Linked DNA regions of Arachis hypogaea: region 2 is linked to region 1. The links are chromatin contacts, called in public Hi-C maps. All regions are on one chromosome and are shown on one strand. The core of a region is the stretch at or near the end of the contact, and the rest is flanking DNA. Distances in the headings are between cores, read along the strand shown. Region 1 overlaps LOC112737933 (cationic amino acid transporter 8, vacuolar-like). Region 2 holds the start of LOC112737935.

What was found. Hi-C and Micro-C count contacts between places; a contact is called where the count stands out from the background.
Region 2: a Hi-C map of an unstated tissue shows a contact between it and region 1, with 2.2 times the contacts expected there. The contact joins the promoter of LOC112737935 here to the enhancer-like site in region 1. A contact is called at or near these places in 2 of 8 Hi-C or Micro-C datasets (leaf and an unstated tissue).

The regions. Positions count from the first base shown.
Region 1 is chr13:31,103,919-31,109,363 of arahy.Tifrunner.gnm2.J5K5, forward strand. LOC112737933 (cationic amino acid transporter 8, vacuolar-like) reads left to right here. Exons shown (of 1, transcript XM_025788087.3): 1 at 1-849. The coding sequence ends at 575. Among protein-coding and RNA genes, the nearest start is that of LOC112737933, 4.3 kb to the left of the region's middle. Within about 2 kb of position 2,378, at least 1 of the 3 cell types and tissues checked has open chromatin away from gene starts, as enhancers often do.
Region 2 is chr13:31,198,270-31,203,608 of arahy.Tifrunner.gnm2.J5K5, forward strand. It overlaps LOC112737935, which reads left to right and starts at 3,594. Exons shown (of 2, transcript XM_025788090.2): 1 at 3,594-5,339. It overlaps LOC112737934 (gibberellin 2-beta-dioxygenase 1), which reads left to right and starts at 342. Exons shown (of 3, transcript XM_025788089.3): 1 at 342-989; 2 at 1,083-1,434; 3 at 2,165-2,962. The coding sequence starts at 589. The coding sequence ends at 2,212.

The DNA.
Region 1 (5,445 bases), core at 1,128-3,627:
ATGCTACCTTGTTTATTACTTTGCTGAGCTCCATTGTGGGGCTTTTCTCAAGCTTGGATGTTTTGTCCAATGTCTTCTCCATTAGTACTCTTTTCATTTTCATGCTCATGGCTGTCGCGCTTTTGGTGAGGAGGTACTACGTCAGGCAGAACACGTCCAAAGAGGATTTGATGAGGGTTCTTGGCTGCTTGTTCGTGATCATTGCATCTTCTGCCGTAGGGACTGCTCTTTGGAACGCCAATAAACTGGGTTGGATTGGGTATACAGTGGCTGCAGTTGTGTGGCTAATAGGTACATTGGCAATGAGCTTCCTTCCCAAGCAAAGGACTCCAAAGGTTTGGGGTGTTCCGTTGGTTCCGTGGTTGCCTTCTCTGTCAATTGCTACCAACCTCTTCTTGATAGGCTCTTTGGAACCCGACGCTTTCTGGAGGTTCTTCCTTTGCACTGCGTTTATGCTTCTCTATTACATTTTTGTGGGAGTACACGCAACTTATGATGTGGAGCATCAAAATAGCCACTATTTCAAAGATGTGGAGCCAACGGACCAACCCAACCACGGTCCTTTTGTCACATAGTTTCAGAGTTGAATGGCATTAAGAATTTGATGTACAGAAATAGCACATCCTCTACATTTTTCAAGAAATGTCAGAACGAGTTCAGTCCTTCCCTTTAATGGCAACAACTATGCTGCAGTAGTAAAATACAGTTCATGTCTTGCCCAATTTTCGCAATGTGAATATTCGTTTTTTCCCCTTCCGGACATTTTAAATATTCTTGCTTTTGTTGGATAATATGTGCTTATTTGGTAGGTTTTTTTTAAATAAGTTAAATGCAATATTTATTAATATATGTAATTATGTGAGTATTTATATTTTTTCCTAAGATTACACATCTCGAGATACATGTTCATTTTTTAAAAGATCTATTCGTAGGCATATTATTTACACGGTAAATGAAATATAGTGAATAGTCTTTTTTTTTTCCGAAAGATTACGATTTTAAAAAAAATAAATTGTAAATGATGCAAATGTTAAAGTAACTGCCAACTATATGTTTTATTTGACAAAAATGAACCAAATGTATATAAGTATATAAAAAAATTTGACTAAACATTTAGTTTAGTTTGTTAAATTTTTGGTGGTTATTTTGTTATTTACACCTTTTAAAGTTTATTTTGTTAAAATTATAATCTTTTAAGAATCAAAATGGTAATTTACTTAATTTTTATAGTGTATTGTGTATACATGATAAGATATGGCAATTTTTTTTTTATCTATTTAAAGAGATCCATGTAAGTATCCATCACAATTTACTCATTCATCTTGTCTCTTTATCTTCTAATTTCTTGTTAGAGTTACTAGTGTAAATCCCTTGTTATGCAGGCTAAATGTTAATCCATTATAAAAATTTGTTGGTACATAATCATTTATATTAATAGTTGTTACTTTTTATTTGAACAAATTTTTGTGCATAAAAATTTATTGTACAGTGTATAAAACTGTTCCATTATTTGTTTTTCAGACTGAATAATTTTTCATATTTTTAGTCCATGTTAGCAGATTTCACTTATATGTAAAAGCTATTATATTATGTGTTTAAAACTTTAATAAAAATAGTTTATATTATTGTAACTACACAAATAACAAATATTAACTAAGTGATATTTAGTTATATTATTAGATCTAGTGCTTGGCCCGCACTACGCACAAGTCGTCATATACTTAATCTACTTTGTTGTATTTATGTATAATTTGTTTACAAAAAGATTAATATATATATTTATTAAAAGAATTAATTTATTTAGTATACAAATTAAATGATTAATTTAGCTAGTATATAGAAAAATTAATATTGTTAATATTCTTTAATATTTTAGTTTATATTAATTTATATTTTTTAATAACTTTTTTTTAAATGGTAACCTTTAAACCGCATTTTTTCATAATATTTTCTTAATATGTTTTCCAATCGTCGAGCATATTTTTTCACAAATCTATTTTATTTTGTTTTCTTAATCTATGCACAAAGGAGCTCATATATGAATATATAACAAAACATAAATCATTCTATAACCAATATTTTAACTTAAAAAAAATTCAAAAAAAATTACAACAATGATTTCAAACTCACCAATTATCATATAAAATATTTTAAAATAAATAAATAGTTTGGACTCATGTTCAAACATCCAATACATTGCCCATGAATAGATAAAGTGCTTTCATAGTCTGAAATAAATACAACAGTCATAAAAAACGGAAGACATTTCAATGCACCCAAAAATGAATCTAAAAATGAACACATGTAGTGTGTGTGAGTGTGGTGTGGGTATTTTGGTGCATAAGTAACGCTTAGGATTAGGACTGTGTAATCCACATGACAAAAAAAAAAAAAAAAGAAGAAGACATTCAAATTAAAATTCTTCATACATAAATGATTATGGTTTTGCTCCCCAAAAGGCCATCATGTTTGAATCTTACACTCAATTAATATGAATACCCTTCAAAAAGAAAATAAATAAAATAAAATCTGAGGTAAAATCCACATTTACAAAGGTTAATAGATATATCACATGTAGGATATAATAAAATCTACCAAGTTGAATCAACAACAAAAGCACTCATGATCGAACATAGATGATTAAAAATTATCAAGAGAGGAAATTAATATTTCTTACATCTTTAATTCATTGTTCAAGACTTTTGAGGTAAAATTGAAAGTTACAAACAATGAGAATAGCTAATGTACTTTTGATAACCTTATCTTATATTGCACTAAATTGTTATTAATAGATGCAATTACTAAGCTAACCTCTTCTTTTAAAGGAACCATGGACTAACTCCAATGAAAAAGATTGCTTTCAATTTGTTTTTTTCTGAAATCAAACAAATAAAAACAAAAATACTTAATCTTCATCTCAAGGCATTATTCTTACCAAAGCAGTTCGCGTATAAATCACCTATACTTATGCAACTGCCTCATAGTGCATTACCCAAAGACTTTTTTCTGCAAAGAAAAATATCTTTATATCAATTGTAGTATAAATGAATTAAACTCAACACTTACATGAATTAGCCTCTTTTTACTGCCAAGAACAATTAAAGTTGTTAGTAGCTTGAATTAAAGAGTTTCTTACCTCTGATGAACATGAATTAAAGTTCAGAAGTTTTTTTTATCTTGTCAACTTTTTTCTCTAAAACATCAAATATACAAATAAAAAGGGAAAAAAAAAGAAGAAACAAAATGACAAAAGTAACAAAGAAAATAATGGTTTTAATAGCCTCCACAAAATGTATATATCAAGTATACTGAGTATATAAAATAATGTTATTGAGATATTTTATGAAATCTTACAGATTTAAAGATGATTTGATTCTGTTAAAGAGCTACTTTAAGCTTTCTAGCTAATTGAGATATTATATATTCTCCTTAGATTATCAATGAAACCAATTATACTATTGGTTCTTTGGCTTTGGATTGCAGTAAAAGGAAGCAATTAATCATTTTTTCTCGAGGCTAATGATATTAATAGGAATTGTATATTTACATGTAAAAGTATATATGTAGATATTTGAATTGCATCCAAAACCTAATCACCAACATAAAGCTACATTGAATAAGTGGCTAATGAACAATCACAATGATGATGATACAGTTTAATCAAACATCAATCATGTGTATGAATATCCTTTACAATTTCCAATTTCCAGTTTATTAAAACCCGAGTCATAGGCCAGCTTGATGAAAACCTAAAGCTTATATCACCAAAATAAAAAAGCTAAAAATCAAACAAAACAACAATATCTAATGGCAGAGAAGAATAGAGGAAGAAAAAAACAATTTAAAACAATTCCAAGACATCTAGCTCAAACTATGATATGTTATTCTACAAAGTATTTTATTTATTTTTAAAACAAAAATATTTACCTGGTCCAGAACCTTATATAATCATCCAGATATAATAGCGTATTTCACCATCTTCGTCACTAAGTTGAATTAAAACTAATGCAAACTGCAATTCAAGTACCAATGCCACCAGTTTGGATCTCTCACTCATAGATCATGAGTTTATCAAATGAAAAAATAAGTCTTAAATACTACTGGCCAATATAGCAAGCAGTATCGATACCTACCAATTTGATTGGAGACATTGTAGGCTCCCCGCCTCTTCAATGAGGCAACTTTTACTCCCTAAAAGCTCAATAAGATCCTCAAGAACGCTAAACGCTAGTGACATAGAATTTGCATCATGAAATCTGCAAATGAAATTTGTGATAGTAAAGTAAACTACAAATTCATCTTTCAACAAACGTAAAATTAGAGACCAAACAGCCAATTTATAATTTTCTTCTGCCTTTTCAAGTAGTAAACTACAGAATGATCTTCCATCTAGATATAATTAGTATCAAACAGAAGATACAAATTCTGATTCCATGTAAAAAGACTACAACTTGCACTAACCCAATGGCAAAGAAGAATATGGTGAAAAATATTCAGTAGAAGGCATTTTTGTTTAAAAGAAAACACATGTTCATATATGGATTAGTGCAAAAATTAATTTATGAACAAAAAAATTAGTAATTAATCTCTTTTTATTATATTAATATAGTTAATAGAAGACAAACACAGTAAACTATCTAATAACAAAATGTGATGAAATAGTGGAAGAATGTATGTTTTCATGCAAAGGTGTACAAAATAGAACATAATAAATACTTTATCACGCTAAAATGAAACAGCAGAAGCATCACATAATATTTTTCAGTATCTCTTACAAAATTGTGATGCTTTGAGAAGCTTATTAAGAAAGGGAGCACAATTTTAAAAACTGGTCATAGACTAACTCATACTACCAGGGACGGACCCATGCTTATAGCAATTAAAAAAAAAAAAAAAAAGCTAATACTTACACTTATATATATATTCTCTTCAAATAAAATATAAATATTTTTTTGTATTTTATGTTAAAAAATATTTTATTAAATTTGATTTAATAAAAAAATAAATAAATAAACTCAAAAAATAGTGATAATTAACTTTATTATATTAGTTAATTAATTGATAATTAAATCAAAATTTTGTTTTTTAATTAAATATCACTTATATTATTTGTAATTTTCTAAAAATTATTTAAGATAAAAAATATATTATGTTAATATACTATAATTATTTTAGTTAAAAAATTTATTTATACCGTAAAGACTATAATAAGTAGATTTGATAATTAAATATGAAATAATAAAAAATAAAATAATTATTTAAAAAATATATAAAAAATAATATTTAGTCATGCTAAAAAAAGTCATTATAAATTATTTTTTTAATTATTTTAAATATTATACTGTGTGTATGAAATTATATTTTTATTATTTTAAATATTATAATAAGTGATTGTATATATATTTTTAGTTTTTATCAATATGTATAGATAGTTCTCATTTAAAA
Region 2 (5,339 bases), core at 2,344-4,843, 96 kb after region 1:
CCCAAACTGCCGCTGTAAACGACTTCTATTTATATGCGCGGACAGGCTTGCTGATGTACAGTGTAAACGAGATAAAACTAAGAAATTTAAATTGGTAAATATTTTTAAAATTATTTATTTTGATAATTATTACATTTATTTTATTTATTTAAATAAAAAATCCTAAAATTCACACACAAACACATATACATAATATATATATATATATATATATATATATATATATATATATATATATATATATTAGTTTTATATTACTATACTTAGTATTGCTTGCAAAATGAATTTACTTGAAAAGATTATACGTTGAACAATCCAATTTTTCTTCTCTCTCACTGTCTGTCGCTATCCCCCGGCCCCCACCCTCTCTAGTGTCTCTCTTCCCCTCTGCCCCCACGAAATTTTCTGGCTATAAATAGCGAAGAGCCTAAACCATTCCTCACAAGCATCTTCCATTCAATTCTAACATCTTTCAATTCACATTAATTTGACTCTCCATAACCTCTCTGAAAACAAACTGTCTTTCTTTTCTGTATCTAGCACTTGAGGAAATAAAATAAAACATAAACCACAAAAACAAGAAGAAAGATGGTGGTGTTGTCCAAACCAACAACAGAGCAGTACTCCTGCATAAGGAAAACACCCACATTCCCTACATCCATCGTCCCTGTGGTGGACCTTTCCAAACCCGTGGAAGCAAAGACTCTCATATTGAAGGCGTGTGAGGACTATGGCTTCTTCAAGGTCATTAACCATGCTGTCCCTATGGAAGCTATCTCCAACCTGGAGTCCCAAGCCGCAGAGTTCTTCTCCCTCCCCCTCACTCAGAAGGAGAAAGCAGGCACTCCCAATCCATTTGGATATGGCAACAAGAACATTGGACGCAACGGTGACCTTGGTTGGGTCGAATACCTCCTTCTCACAAACAACCATGACTACAACTTCATCAGACTCTCTTCTGTTTTTGGTCCAAAAGCAGAGCAGTTTCGGTACGTTATATTCCCAAAATGAATGTTTTTTCACTATCAAACAAGGAAGGAAAAAGCTCATTGATTTATCATATATATATATTGTTCTGGCAGGAATGTGCTAAGTGATTACATGTGTGCTGTGAGGAAGATGGCATGTGTGATTCTTGAGCTGATGGCTGAGGGATTGAACATTGAGCAAAAGAATGTGTTCAGCAAGATGATGATGGACAAGGAGAGTGACTCAGTCTTCAGGCTCAACCATTACCCTCCATATCCTGAGAACTTCAATAATAATAATGGCAAAGGCATGATTGGTTTTGGTGAGCATACAGACCCACAAATCATATCGCTGTTGAGGTCCAACAACAGTTCGGGACTCCAAATTTGTTTGAGAGATAGGAGTTGGGTTTCGGTGCCACCTGATCACAACTCTTTCTTTGTCAATGTCGGTGATGCTCTGCAGGTATAGTAGACATAATACACAACATGTTAGTTTAGTTTATTGTTGGAAGCCAATAATGAGACATATGCTTATTCCTCCTGTTCCTATGGATAATTGCTTTGACATGTGGATACACTCATCTTCAAATCGTTTCATAAGGACTATAAAAACACTATACTCATAAAGCGACACGTAAACACTACAACATCATCTAAAAGAATTTTTGTTTATTGATTCGACTCTCAAATTTATGTTTCCCAATCATGTTAGGAAACCAACACCCATAGCCAGCACTGCAAAGAGTTCTTTTAGAAAACAAAAATAAAAATTACATTTTCTTTTAAGAAAACCCAACAATACAAAAAAATAAGACAAAAAATATTTTTTTTAAGTAATTTTTTTATTCTTTATCACTTTTTTTTTCCTTCAAAACACTATAATTTTATTCATTCATCACTAGTCATCACCAACCTGTCAACCACTATTTTTTGTTGTTATAGCCATTATTATTTATCATTGTTGTCAATTATTCTTTACTTACCATCCTAAATTTTAAATCTTAAATTTTATGTCTTAAATTTTATATTATAAATTATAAAATTTAATTTTATTTATGCTTTAGATATTCTTATTATTTTTAATTTTAGATGTTTTTCTTGATATTCAATTGTTAGCTGAGTTGTTAGTTGAAAAAGAATTCGCCTCTTTGACTTTTTTTTTTTAATATACTAACCGACTTTTATTGGTGTAGGAAACATTTTTTATTCAAGATGACATGGAATTTGTACGAAAAACATGAAAACAAAATGTTTTTCGTATCATGTTGTGTCAGCATGATTTTGCATACTATATTTGAAATGGAATATGCCAGCCACTTTGTCTAGTCATCCCAAATATCTCATTTTCATTTGACGATTGTTTTGGTCGGGGATATGCATCCACAGGTTTTGACCAATGGACGGTTTCGGAGCGTACGGCACAGGGTTCTGGCGAACGGGTTGAAATCAAGGCTGTCAATGATTTACTTTTGTGGTCCACCTCTGAGTGAGAGAATAGCCCCATTGCCATCTCTCTTATTGAATGGAAAGGAAAGCTTATACAATGAGTTTACTTGGTTTGAGTACAAGAGTTCTGCTTATGCCACAAGACTCGCAGATAACAGGCTTAGTCGCTTCGAGAGAATTTCCGCTACTTCTGCTTCCTCATAATGCTCTCATGACTGCATTTGTATGTGTCTTTATTTTTTGTTTTTACAATTAAATAAGTTTGTGTATTTGATGTCTCTATGCTTTTATGTTAGGCCACTTGTCAATAGTGTATAGGACTTTAGTAATATACATATAAGACTTTGTTCCTTTAAGTCGTGGCGTCATAGGTAGAAATCTTGTGTTTAACCCCTTTGCTTTTGTATCAATATTATTGGCTTCATATTGCAAGTATAGTTTAAGTTCATGACCGTGTCTGTTGTTCTGACTTATCCGGCCTTGCTTCCCTTGTTCCTCAAATTTATGGCTTAATAAAAATTAGACATCCAAAACTTATAGACAAATAATTCTAACATATATAATTTATTATGCAAAGTTTTATTTTTGTCTCAAATATTCGGAGTAAATATCAGTATTGTCCATCATATTTTGTTCATCCTATACCTGCTATGTCCTAACTCCTAAACGATTTAAAAATGACTTGATGTTAGTTTGACTTCTACTGTGTACCCATAAAAATACTAAAAGAGGATGCACTGATGAAGCAAAACGAGGCTATTTTTTTGGTTATGGAAGGGGTGTAGGTGTTTTACAGGGTTATAGAAGATGGGGTTCTACACCGTTATGTGGGACAGTTTTTTTATCAGAGTTGGTGTGGAGAAATCGGACCCTCCAAATTCTTTGTTTCCAAAATTTATATGCAAATCGGATGGTCCGTTTTGCTTAGAGTAGATGAAACTCACATCATGGAAATCGGACCCTGCCATTTCTCATGGAACAAATCGGATGGTCCGTTTTGTTCGTTGGGGAAGTAGGTTCTAGTAGTCGCATGGTCAGAGTTGTGTGTATATATATATAGTTATGAAGTTCCCGAACCATAGATAGCCGACCAGATCCAAGTTTGTTAACCTTCTTCGACTTCTCTTCTTCTTTCTCAGGGTGTGGAGTCTGTATTGTTGAGTTGGAAAAAAATAGTTGCTGGTAAAATTTTTGTTTTTGTTTTAGTGAATGATAGGAATGGATGATAGAGAAAGTGTATTATTCTTTGATGTACTCTATCTTTGTTTTATATTAATTTATTTTATTTTTTATTTTTACTTTGTAAAATTTGTAATTGTAATTATTATATACTATGTTTATTATCAAAATTTTGTATAATATAAACTATGATCTTATAAAAAAGGACAAAATAAATAAAAAATTAATTATAAGTAACAATAGAGCCATAAATAATGAAAATTTATAGTCCAAAATAATACTAAATTAAAGAGTACGGATAATATTAGAAAAATTATAGAATATTTTTTTTGTTTAATATTATGAAATTTATAATACTCTCTTTTATATTTTTTATTGTATTTATTTATTTATATAATAAATATTTTTTATATTATTTTTGTTAGGTTCTGTTTTTGTATGTATATAAAAAAAATAATTTAAAGTAATTTTTTCAATGTAAAGTTCCGGACGATCAACATTTCTAGGTTTTGATTTCTTTGACATTTGGGTTTTTTTAGTTCAAACAGATGAAGCAGAAATGGTTGAGGGAGGAAGAAGATGAAGGCTTCAAAGCTGGCTGGAGAAGAAAGGGAAAGTGAAATTCCTGGTACGCATGCAATAGAGGGGGTTGGTTGTGCTAAATGGGCACCGTCTCTAGGGAGCACCTGGTCAACGACACGTGGATGGAGGTAGCAACAAATCGGACGGTCCGCTTTGGCAGCAGGAACTCGCACGGTCCGAGTTGCGTCTTCCCAGTCGCACGGTCCGAGTTCTATTTTCTCTGACCCAATCTCAAGCACCCCTCCTCCCCATATCAGCGTCTAGCACCAGCTATGCCTCCATATTAAAATTCAAAAGCGGCAAAACGATGTTGAGTTTTTTATTGTTAAAAAACAAGTGTCGTTGCTTGTGATCTTGCCTCACCACGAGTCAAATTAAAAAGCGTATAGGTTCTCGTAACCATTAAAATTGAATTTGGCAGTTATGTGTCTAAGTTGGAGTTAAACCCCAAAGTGGTCCATGAGATTTACGATTTGCACCAATTTAGTCCCTGACTTACCAATTGCACTATTTATATTCCCGACTTTGTTAAAATTGCACCAAGGTCATCCCTAACCACATCTCCGGGCAAATTAACTGTCGCCGGCAGTGACCTGGCACTGAGAAGCCACACTGGGTGCCACGCTGGAGTGCAATCTTGGCACTAAAAATGTGGATGGATGGAACGGCGTCGTTTCATGTATGTTTAGAAACAAAACCCAAATAACCCAAGTTCTATGATCACTTCATCTTCCTCTTCGTCCTGAAAACCAAAACAATGCACCATGAAATCCTGAGTGCTGGCCATTGTATAGGGTTTGAAGGTTGAAAACGTTTAGCTCCGTGGAATTCGCTGCCACTGTGATAGTGTTGTGCGGTCGTTGTTGGTGAAGGAAGGAGAAGCAGTTCATCGCAATCACACGAAGGTACGTTTGAACTCGAAAAAATAATGCTTTTCAACAAAAAGAATAGCATCAATGTCTGTGTTTGTTGAAAATTTGATTTTGGTTGATGAAAGTTAAAAGTTTTTTATTATCTGTTAGGATTTTTGTGTGTAAGGGTGAAATTTTTTCCATGCTCTGTTTTGAATGCAATCTTAGTTGGGTTGGTTGATGGGTGTTTCTAGTATTTTATAAGTGGTTGAATGTCAATGTTTATTTTTACATGTGCGAATCTGATTGT